Linked DNA regions of Mus musculus: region 1 is linked to region 2. The links are chromatin contacts, called in public Hi-C maps. All regions are on one chromosome and are shown on one strand. The core of a region is the stretch at or near the end of the contact, and the rest is flanking DNA. Distances in the headings are between cores, read along the strand shown. Region 1 holds the start of Dnajb1 (DnaJ heat shock protein family (Hsp40) member B1). Region 2 holds the start of Zfp869 (zinc finger protein 869).

Evidence for each region. Hi-C and Micro-C count contacts between places; a contact is called where the count stands out from the background.
Region 1: a Hi-C map of B cells shows a contact between it and region 2, with 5 read pairs. The contact joins the promoter of Dnajb1 here to the promoter of Zfp869 in region 2. A contact is called at or near these places in 1 of 39 promoter capture datasets (cranial neural crest) and 1 of 484 Hi-C or Micro-C datasets (B cells).

The regions. Positions count from the first base shown.
Region 1 is chr8:83,604,207-83,609,650 of GRCm38.p6, reverse strand. Dnajb1 (DnaJ heat shock protein family (Hsp40) member B1) reads right to left here and starts at 1,476. Exons shown (of 3, transcript NM_018808.3): 1 at 1,109-1,476. The coding sequence starts at 1,319. Gm42029 (a long non-coding RNA gene) reads left to right here and starts at 1,801. Exons shown (of 3, transcript XR_878996.2): 1 at 1,801-1,881; 2 at 5,261-5,399.
Region 2 is chr8:69,715,349-69,721,098 of GRCm38.p6, reverse strand. It overlaps Zfp869 (zinc finger protein 869), which reads left to right and starts at 4,197. Exons shown (of 5, transcript NM_001039965.1): 1 at 4,197-4,331. It overlaps Gm51532 (a long non-coding RNA gene), which reads right to left and starts at 3,992. Exons shown (of 2, transcript XR_003947396.1): 1 at 3,346-3,992; 2 at 1,303-1,568.

The DNA.
Region 1 (5,444 bases), core at 227-2,726, about 14 Mb before region 2:
GACAAGCCAGAGCTCCACCATGAGGTGCTGGAGAAATGGCTCAGAGCACTGGCTCATCTGGCAGAAGAACCAAGTTCAATTTCCAACACCTACATAGCAGCAGACCATGGTCTAACTCTAGTTCCGGGACCTTTAATGCCCTCTTCTCTAGAAGCATGTGAATGGTATACACATATACACGGAGGCACACGCTCAAATAAATTGAAAAACAAAGTTCCAGCAACAGTGAGGTCCTGTCTCAAATAAATGGTCACATTTTGTTCCTTTTGCATGTATTACTGTCAATGCCACGTAACACACAAACTTTCGTCCAGAGTAGCCTCAAGGCAATCCTCCTGACTCAAATACCCCAGAGGGGGGATTGTCACAACATCCGGTTCCTTTGGAAACAGGAGCTTATTACCCTGTAGCTCTGATTTGAAGCAAATTCACAGCGTTCCTAATTCGGTTTCCCATGTGGAGGTGTGAGCCCCCGCACTCTGCTCAACAAGTTTTGCTCTTAGTAAAAAGGCCACAGGAACTATAGCGGGAGGGATTTTATGTATATATTAAAAAGCTTGTTAGTCAAGGACGAATCTCAAGTCTTTTAACTCCCAATGGCAATAGGAGCAAGAAACACACTACTCCGTTTTACTTCCTGACAACATATTCGGTAGTAAGGCCTCTAGATCTCGGTGCGACCAGGTTTACGTGACTGCTCCATCCTCCCAGCTATGCTGTTACCATCTTACAGAGAAGCTCCTACGCACTGTTACCAAAAAGGCTCAACCCTGGGTGAGCGAACACTGAGCTTGCGGCTAGGAAAGAGAATCAATACTCGGGCAATTTTCATTCCCATCGCGACCGCCGCCCTCCATCTGCACCATTCCGGCGCTGTGCAGGCGACCGACCGGGAGGGGCTGCGGCAGACGTGCTAGAAGCTTCTGTGCCAGCGGCGCGCCCAGAGCTCCTCCTCCTGTCTGAGGCCGCGGATCAGAGGGTGAAGGAGGCGGCGCCGCCGCTAGATCCCCGGAATGCCTGTCCCCGGCCGAGGTCTTGGAGAGGCTCCGAGTGCCTCGGTTTCCCCGCCTGTCAAACGGCGGGTCACCCCGGCCGCGCGCACACGTACCTTCCTCTCCATAGCGGTCGAAAATCTCGCGCTTGCGCGGGTCGCTGAGCACGTCGTAGGCCTCGGCGATCTCCTTGAACTTCTCCTCAGCGCCGGGCTCCTTGTTCTTGTCCGGGTGGTAGCGCAGCGCCTGGCGGCGGTAGGCTCGCTTGATCTCGTCGTCGGACGCGCCGCGGGCCAGGCCCAGCGTCTGATAGTAGTCCTTGCCCATGGCCACCGCCGCCCAGCTGTCGCCGCCTCCGGCTCCGCTGCTGCCCCGTCCCGGACTCTATATACCCGTCCGGCGGAAGCTTCCAGATCCCGCCAGCCCTCCAGAACCTTCCGCCCCTCCCGATGCGCCGCACGACACCGGCCAATCGCTGCGGCCCGCTCCGTGACGCAGCACATCCGGGGTGGGACCCGGCTGCCAACGGCTTTCCGCGCGGGGCCACGCCCCTTCCCTCTCTACTCTGGTCAACGCCTTCCTCGGGCGCGCGCGCCGGCTGCTGGGGTTCCGCCTCCGTAGCGGATCCAGCCAATCGCAACCCTCTCTCTCTCTGCGGACAGGTGGAGGCGCGAAGAGGGGCGGGGCTACAGAGACGGGCCTCTCCGAAAGGCCGCACCCTTTCCCCCAGGTTATCGCCGGCTGGGAGGTTCTGCTGCGTGACTTGTGGTAGCTACCTGACAAGTACCTCTAAGCTTTCCTGCTCTAACCCAGGGATAAAAATAGGCACCCCGCCCTCTTCTGCCCGTAGCCCTTGGTTTTTCCCGTAAGGCCGTTACTGTAAAGCGAGGTGAGACTGGTCTGCCTTGGGCTTGCTGCAGTCGGGCTGCCTCTCCGGTTTATCTTACTTCCTACTAATTCCTACTGGGTTTAGCTCGCCTCTTGGCGTTCTGATACTTGTCACTTCCTTTGCCGTCTGAGTTTACCACCAGGGCTGCGTGATTTTTTTAAAGATCCACTGGGTGCTTCGTAAATATTTCCAAATACTTTGATATAGTATAGCTTTTTGCTTTTGGTTTTGTAAGTCTGGGATGATGGCGGTCAAGGACGGAGCTGAGTGAGGAAGAGGAGAGAGCTTCAGATATTGGAAGGCATAGAGAAGCTGGAATAGTCATTGGTGGTTCTTGCAGGGAATGGGACTGCCTGAAAGTGCATGAAAGACTGACTCTCATCCTAGCACTTTCTGGCTGTGTGACCTTGGGTTGGTAGAGTAGCTTTTCTGGTCTCAGTGTGGTCATCTGTACAAAGGGAATGGTCGTGGAATATGGTGAAGTTGACATTATTCTGCATTTGTTAAAGACAAGGGACAAAGGGTGTTCTTGAAAGAGATGATTAATCATCTTGTTTAGTGGACAACTGTTGACATTCCCTTTCTGGAAGCTCTGTAGGAGGAGAGTCAGATAACCCTTGCCCTAGGCACCCCTGAGAAAAATGACTTTAGCCTTCCGTTAATGGTATAGCTGTGTGTGGTGTATGTGTTTTGATTTTCCTAACTGTACTGACCCCATGAAAACCGAACCAGTTGAGCCCTGCCCCCCGCCTCCCCATGGATTTGGAGCTAGGGAACACTTGTAGAGAAAGTGTCTTTAAAGGTACAGAGACAGAGATAGTGAGCTGGCAGTGGTGGTGCATGCCTTTAATCCCAGCACTTGGGAGGCAGAGACAGGCGGATTTCTGAGTTCGAGGCCAGCCTGGTCTACAAAGTGAGTTCCAGGATAGCCAGGGCTATACAGAGAAACCCTGTCTCGAAAAAAAACAAAAACAAACAAACAAACAAAAAGATACAGAGATAGCGACAGCCTGGGCACAGTGGCATATTCCTGTAGTCTAGTGCAGGGATGCTGCTGCACGAGGACTCCCTGTGAGGCCAGCCTGCCTTCAAAATAGGTGACTAGAAATCAAAGTACATACTGAACAGAAGAGCTGTCCCAGAGGCAAGGAAAGCACAGGACATGGGAGTGCTTCACATTTACGGGGTGATTTTAACGGAGAAGTGCAGGTGTGCCTCTGGCTGGGCCTATCTGGGCTTTACTAAGGTTTCTTGCCATGGGGGGGGGGGCGGGGGGCGGGTGCTGGCTTGTCCACTACGTTATGCAAGGGAAATCTTTCTGTTTGGGGATAATCTCACAACTGGAAATGCCAGCTTTCTACGTAAGGCTGAGGCTGATTCATGATGGGGTATTTTAATTATCACTGTTATTATTATTATTATTATCATTATTTTAGGCACATTCTCATTCTTTAACCCACAGTGGTCTTGGGTTCATTATGTAGCCCAAGCTGGCTTTGAACTCCAGATTCTCCTGCCTCAGTCTCCTTAGTGTTGAGCTGACGAGTACCTGCCACCATGCTTATCAGAAAGTATCAGTTGTTCAAAAGCAAACAGGTAGTGTCGTGTGCCTTTAATCCCAGCACTCTGTAGTCAGAGACAGGTGGATCTATGAGTTCAAGGCCAGCCTGGTCTACAGAATTTCAGGGCATCTAGGGCTATACAGAGAAACCCTGTCTTTAAACAAACAACAACAAAAACCAAGCAAGTGCTTCTCAGTGACGCAGGGTGTGGGTCACATAGGCAAGGATCCTGGGTTCCATGTCTGACAGCAAACAACAGACACCAAAATAAAGCCAAAGACTCTATGATACCCCCCCCCCACCACCACCATGGGGAAGCTCATTGGATGCTGGGCTCTGAGCCTGGAGAAGCTGTTACATTTAGCAGTTATGCATGGGCTTGTTCAATTACACAGGAAGTTATTTTGTATATGGGGCTAGGTTAACATCTTCTATCATTAGGCATTAAGTACAGGAGGTCCCCTCAAAGATGTGAGTGGGCTGGCCCAAAGCAAATGCCAAATAGTCTTGAATGCCAGAATTAGCCATGCCAGTTGTTCATAACTGAAATCCCAGAACTTGGGAGTCCGAGGCAAGAGAGTTGCTGGGAGCTTGAGGCCTGCCTGGGCTGCACATTCAAGGCCAGCCCACGTAAAATTTGAGACCCTGTCTCTAAATATAAAAGTAGGGCCAAGGAGAGGTCTCTGTATGGAAAGCACCCAAGTTTGATTACCAGAATCTACAGAAACAAAATGGAAAAACAAAGCCAGGCATGGCGACAGGCACCTGGAATTCCAGCCCTGGGTAGGCTGACCAGACAGCCAGCTGTTGGGGGATGGTTTGTGCACTGTGTATTCAGATGTTGATTTTATGCCCAGACAGTGTGTTGCAGTTCCTATGATGATAGGTCACCATGAGAACACACTTGGAGCAGAGGTAGCCAGGGCAAGACTCAGGGTGGGAAATAGGCGGCCTAGAGGGGTAGAACAGCTCAGAACCTGCCCAGCTTAGTGCTTGCAACTTGTTAATAAAAATACCAGGTCTCTGTGTCCTTTACTCAGGAGCTAAAACCGTAGAGTGGGCGTAGAAACAGTTACTTGGCAGCAGAAGGGGTGAAGAACCCTTCCCCAAATACTATAACATCCAGCTTAGTCTAATTAGTGTGCCCAGTGGGAGACTGTCTCAAAAATCAAGCTGGAGGCAGGCGTGTTGGCACAAGCCTTTAATCCAGATGGATCTCTGAGTTCAAGTCCTGCCTGGTCGACAAGTTCAGCTGCCCAGGTAAGGCAGAGTCAAATAGCCCATGATGGATTGGCACCCATGGCCTGGCCCCCGTTGTGCTGGCTCTACTGCTGAGCCACACCCCAGGCTCCCATTAACTTACCTAATTGTAACAATTGCCTTCAGACACTCCCATTTTACAGCTAAAGCTCTGAGAAGTTGGATGCTCCCATTTTACCCAGGCCACACAGTAAAGCATCGAAGAGTTTGGGTACTGAGCCCTTACTGAGTGCGTTCAGCTGCTGTGTGATGTGGCCCAAATGGTGGTAAAGCCTTGAAGAGTTTTGCTCTTGCCCTCTTGTCTCCTATCTGTCCATCAAAGACCATCAAAAAACATGGCAGCCCTTTGGCCACCACTGCCATTCCCAGGAAAAGCCGATGTGCAATAAAAACTCATGTTCAAGTTGGGAATGGTGGCATGTAGCTTTGATTTCAGAGCAAAAGAGGCCGAAGCAGGAGGATCTCTAATTCCAGGGTAGGCTGGGATTCATAACAAAACATTGTGTCAAAAAAAAAATTAAAAGGAAAACAAAAATCAAAACATACCCTATGTTCAGTGGCTGTCAGGAAAGCATGTGAGGACTCTTCCCACCAAACCTGAGGACCTGGGGCCCACACAGCAGAAACGGGGCACTGACTCCCTCAAGTTGGTCTCTTAGCCACATGGCATGTGCACCCCTCCCACACGCACACAAAGTGAGTATAATTTTAAAAAGTTAAATAAACATGTTTATGTAACAT
Region 2 (5,750 bases), core at 2,948-5,447:
TGTGTTGTCTGGCAGCGTTCCTCTTTCCCAGGCCTGGAGCACATTAAAAAGAAAAATCTTCTAAGAGAATGGTGGTTTTTATGGTCATTGGTTAAAAAGGAGACATAAATCATAAAAGAGAAAGGAGTGGAACATTTTCTTTTCCTGCTCTGCATAGATCTGAGCAGAGGAAATGGTTCCCTGATGGAAGTATATATAATTCACACATATATATGAATTCATACTCTGTGTATGAATGCATTGTCTGCATATATGTATGCACACCATATTTGTGTCTAGCGTCTCTGGAGGTCAGAAGAGGGAGTAACATCCCCTGGAACTGGAGTTATGGCGGGCTGTAAACCACAATGTGGGTGCTGGGAACCAAACTTTGGTCCCTCTGGAGGAGTAGCCAGTGTTCTTAACCACTGACCCGTCTTTCCAGCTCCGTACTTCTCAACTTTTGATATTTATATTTGATGTTTTTGTTGTTGTTGTTGTTGTTGTTGTTGTTGTTGTTTTGGCTTGATCACCTGCCTTGTTCCAAATGTATTGTATTGACACTGTTATTGGGTTGCAGTTTATTTGTACCTCTACAGCCCATTAGTTTTTTTTTTTGTTGTTGTTGTTGTTTTTTGTTTTTGTTTTTTGAGACAGGGTTTCTCTATGTAGCTGGCTGTCCTGGAACTCACTTTGTAGACCAGGCTGGCCTCAAACTCGGAAATCCGCTTGCCTCTGCCTCCCGAGCTGGGATTAAAGGTGTGTGCCACCACACCCGGCTAGTATTTCTTTTATTAAATTAAGTGTGCAGAATCCCAGTTTTCTCTTGAGAGACTGTTTTCTTTAATCACCACAATATGACTGTGTTTGTCTCTTCTAATGAATTCTCCTTAGAAGCCTTTCATCAGACCGTGTCTGCTTTCTCAGGAGTGTCTCCAGTGTCCTTTAAGCCCTTCTTCTGTATGCTGATGATTGTATCAGTTATGCCTGTGGTTTCAGAGGTGTGGTTTTGTTTGTTTGTTTTTGAGACAGTGTCTCACCATACAACCCTGACTGTCTGGATATTGCTATGTAGACCATAGAACTCAGAAATATGTAGACCATAGCCTCAAACTCAGAAAAATGCCTGCCCCTGCCACCAGAATGCTGGGATTAAACGTGTGTGACACCAAGCCTGGCTTGTGTAATTACTTCTTAGCTATTGCTTGCCTTTTTGCTACTGTTTCCTGCAAGCTCTCTTTCCACCCCTTGGTTTCTCTATTCAGTGAAGAATTAATGTAGTGACAACTTCAGAATTTTGGTTTCTTTAAAAACACAGAAATATTATAAGAATGTGTTTTCATTTTAAACCAAGGAGTGGAGATATGGGACACTTCAGACTGTCCAAAGCAGCTGACTACGATTTGCCTCATGCTCTAGCAGAGGTATGGTATTGCCAGCCGCAGATAGTTTCTGCGATATTGTGTGATACTGTGATGTCTCTGTGACATTCGGAATTCTGAGAACTTTTCGGAGGGTACATGAATGCTAGCTCCCCAGGAGCTGGAGCAGGTGCTCGTTGGCCATTTAGGGAGGTTGGTTTGTAATTGCTGTGGTCAAAGAAGAAACAAAAGGAAAGACATTAGATTTAGGAATTCATTCTCTCTCTCTCTCTCTCTCTCTCTCTCTCTCTCTCTCTCTCTCTCTCTCTCTCCCTCCCTCCCTCCCTCCCTCCCTCTTTCCTATTTAGTGATGGGGTGAAATGGGGTGGGGTGCGGGGGTAAAGGGTGGGAAAAGAAGAATCCACAAAGTAGCAAAGACCAGCTACAAATTACAGAATGAAAAGTTTGCAGTCTACATGCAGAAGATTATTATTATTAAGATTATTATTGCTCCAGATTGCCCAAAGCTATTTAGGGAGACCCTGTTTAAAAAACAAAAAAGCAAAACAAAAAAAAAAAAACCAAACCAAGCCAAAAATCTTCCCTCAAAAAGCACATATTCACACAAAGCCACAGTCTCCTGTACAACAGGTGGGTGTGGTGTTCAGAGAGGGCGCACTGTGGCCCTTTATGAATTTCATGTGATTGGTTTTTCTGCATGTATGTATGTGCACCGTGCATGCCTCTTCCAGGGAGGTCAGAAGAGGATGTTGGATCCTGTAGGGCTAGAGTTACTGTGAGCCATTATGTGGGTGTTGGAAATTGAACCCAGATGCTATGGAAGAGCAGTCAGTGCTCTTAACTTTGGAACTATCTTTCCAGCCACCTCCCCCAAGTATACTTTATTCATACATATAGATTGTGGAGCAAAACTGCACAACTGCAAGAGTGCATTTATCCTTCTAGAAATGGACCAGCCAGCATACATTTAGCTGATTGGTTCATATTAAATGATATTAAAGAATAAAATCTTTGAAGTTTCTATGAAGAAGGCTCTCAGATCCTACCTGGCCTTGTTAGTAGTGGCCTACAGCACAGAGGGCAAGAGGGAGTTAGCTCAGTCAAGCCTACCAGGTGGGTTGTGAGTGACCCTCAGTGGAATGGGGCTAGTGAACGTGCATGTGTGCATGTGTGGTATATGTGTGAAGTTAGCCGTGTAGGTGCATTTACACAATGGAGTACTACTCAGCTATTAAAAAAGAATGAACTTATGAAATTCCTAGGCAAATGGATGGACCATGAGGCAGCTTCTCTTGGGCAAGAATCTGGAGTAAATCCTTGGATCCCAAGTGGATGAACTCCTAATCAGTTTGATTTGATCCAGAGCCACTCTCCTTAGCTATCTGCTTATTTAAAAATTAGCTATCTCCTGTCTTCCTTCACTATTCTAGTGTGGTTTGGTCATTTCTGTGGCCTCGTGGATACAGGCATCTTCAATGTGTAAGGCTCCTTCAAATACTGAAAGATCCTGGCAGAATGTAAAAGGACACAGAAGCCCTGAAATTGGCAAGATAGACGTCAGTGTTAGCAGAACTAGCTTCACTGATTTAGAAAAATAGAGGTGCACAATGCTCTGGCCACTTCTTGAACCTGTGTGTCTGCCAAAGTTCTGACCAGGTGTGTGCCCATTGCTGCACCTTCATTAGACTCTTTCCTTGTACCCCTCCCATACCCATTTCTTGAGAATAGACATTGTTTAGATCTGGAAATCCCCTAATCTCCCCCTTCTCCTTTCCCCCCTGAGGGCCTATAAAAACTGGGACCTCTTTCCCCTCGAGGACAACTCCTCTACCCCTGCGTGGGATATGAGTCGTCCCCAGAGCTCTGGCTTTCCCCGAATAAAGCCTCATGTGGTTTGCAACAAGCTCGGTCTGTCGTGAGTTCTTGGGTGTCCGCTATTGTCCTGAGGCCTGAGCGAGGGGCTCCTCTCGGAGTCTTTCAATACCTTCTGTTGACCTGGAGTAGTCTGTGATTGATACTGGAAGTTTTTCAGGAAGTATATCCCGAATTCCTGGTTCTTTGGCTTCCACCTCCTTTGTTGGGATTGCAGGAAAAGCAACACCACCTTGGTCTTGGAATGGGTTCGCTTCTCTGCTTAAAAAGAAAAGGTGCAACTTGTTATAATTGAGCAATCTTTGGCGTGACTTGCTGAAATTCCTGAAACCCGGAGGACATCAAGTCTTGTTTCGATGTGATAGGGGTTGGGTTGGGCCCTGGTCTAGTTGTGAGGCAAAGTGATCACTGCCTTGGGGAGTGTATGTAATAGACTGTGCACAAAAACAAGGCTTCCAAGAGGAAGAACCTTAAGTACCTACTGAGTGCAAGAAGACAAGCTGTGAAAGTTCTGGGATGCACAAGGAAGTCCTGCTTCAATCAGATCGTCTTGAAGCAGACTTGCATGAACTTGGGTGAAAGCCAGAGTTGGGAAGGTCTGTGTGGTCCACGTCTTTTAATTTCAGTTCATCCACTTATGGGAGCTGTCATTCAGATTTCACTAGCCAATCAGGGCCCTGAGGGCAGGACATTCATTCACAAGGACCAAGCGAAGCTGTTCCTGTCACTCAGGCCCTCGTAGGGCAGTGCTAGCCAATCAGAACCTTCAGGCCAGGCCACTCACTCAAGAGCGCCTAAAGGAACTGCTTCATCATTCAGGGCATGCTAGCCAATTAGAGCAATGGAATTGAGTCATCCACGCAGCTGCATCTAGGGAACTCCTGTCAATCAGACTTGTGGTGCAGCTCTAGCCAATCAAAGCTTCGGGGCAAGATGTCCAATCAAGAACACCAGACGAGACGAGAGGTGGGTCCTATCCGCCGCCATGCTGCAGATTCTGTTCTTAAGCAGGCATCGCGTGGTCCCGTGAGCTGCGGTGTGATCGCCGCTGCCGGGAGCTGTAGGGGGAGCGCAGGCGAGCTCAGCAACCGCGCCATGGTGAGCGCGGGGCCGCTGTCCCCGGATGGGGAGGAGCGGTCGGCTGAGCCGCGTGAGCCGGGGTGATAGGTCCTTCCCGGGGTTGGGGGAGCGGTGGGACCGGCCGGCCGAGCGGACACCCTGTGCGTTCCACTGGGCGACGTGGGCCCCGTCACTGGCCAGTGCTTGTCTCGGAGGACTCTAATCACTTCCGCTTTTCCAGCCATGTCTGCGCAGAGCGCGGGGAGCGGAAGACTCCTCCTAATCAGGGGGTAGCTTCCGGGTTGGTGACGTCACCGCCCAGTGCTGGCGCCCTGTTTGTGCTTTTGGTGTCGCACTTATGACTGCTGTGTTCTCTGCGCTGTGGTCTAGACGTTGTGGGCTTCGTAGGTCTAGCATCAAGTGTGAGTTAATTTTGTGAAATTCTCCGAGTCTTTGTCCAAGAGTTTCTTTCGGATGGTGTCCCAGAAACAGTTCTAGAAAAGATTGTACTACTTTATCAAAGGTCAGCTTGTCTCCTAATTTAAAAAAAAATTTTTTTTTGTGGATCTGTTTATTCTTCCTAAACAGTGTGTTGTCTTGTGTATTTGATTGGAAATGTTACGAGTGTGTTGTGGGTTCGTCTACATTGTGCTAACCATTTTGTGTGTTTTTTTAAAAGTATTTTACATATAAAATTCAGCAATGTCTTTTATGTACCTGATAAGAACTTTTTAGCATTTTGTGGGAATTATCTTAAATCTGTAATTGAACCTGGGAACTGACATTTTTCTGATTGTGTCTTCTGGTCATGAGGATGTTATATCAGAAACAGACAAATATGTTTGTGTATTTCCACAATTTCATAATTTACTGAATAGAAAGTAAAAAGGTGTCACGCCTCTGGTGGTAATCTGGCCAAGGCTATTTTTCCAAGATATTTTATATTTCCAAGATATTCTATCCAAGGTTCAATTTTTCCAAATCCTAATTATTAATATTTTTTCATATCACACGGTAAATATATAATTATATCCACATATGCTGTTTACACAACCAGCATAAGTTAAAGAGGCTGCAGCAGAGTTCAGAGGGTCCCAGAAGTTGGCGAAGAGAAATGCAAGCAGTGTTTCAGTTGATGAGAGAAGTTAGAACACACGACTAGTGAGCCACAGGGGGAGAGCTTTGAATGAAGCCCGAGGATGTCAGGTTTGAAAGTGGCTGTAGTGGTCTATATGATATGAAAGGCAGACTGACTGGTCCTGGTGAACTGACAGGGACTCAGTTGAATTGAAGCTGCGTCCCTGACTAGATCCTTGGCTCACACAGGTATCAGATGATAGGCTGGTTTCAGGCCGTGCCATCCTAGTGCTTGGTGTCCATCCCTTTCTGAGGCCAGGGGAGGGAGATGCATCCTTTTGTATCCTATGTATGGTGTTTCGTTTGCACCGCTTGTATGCC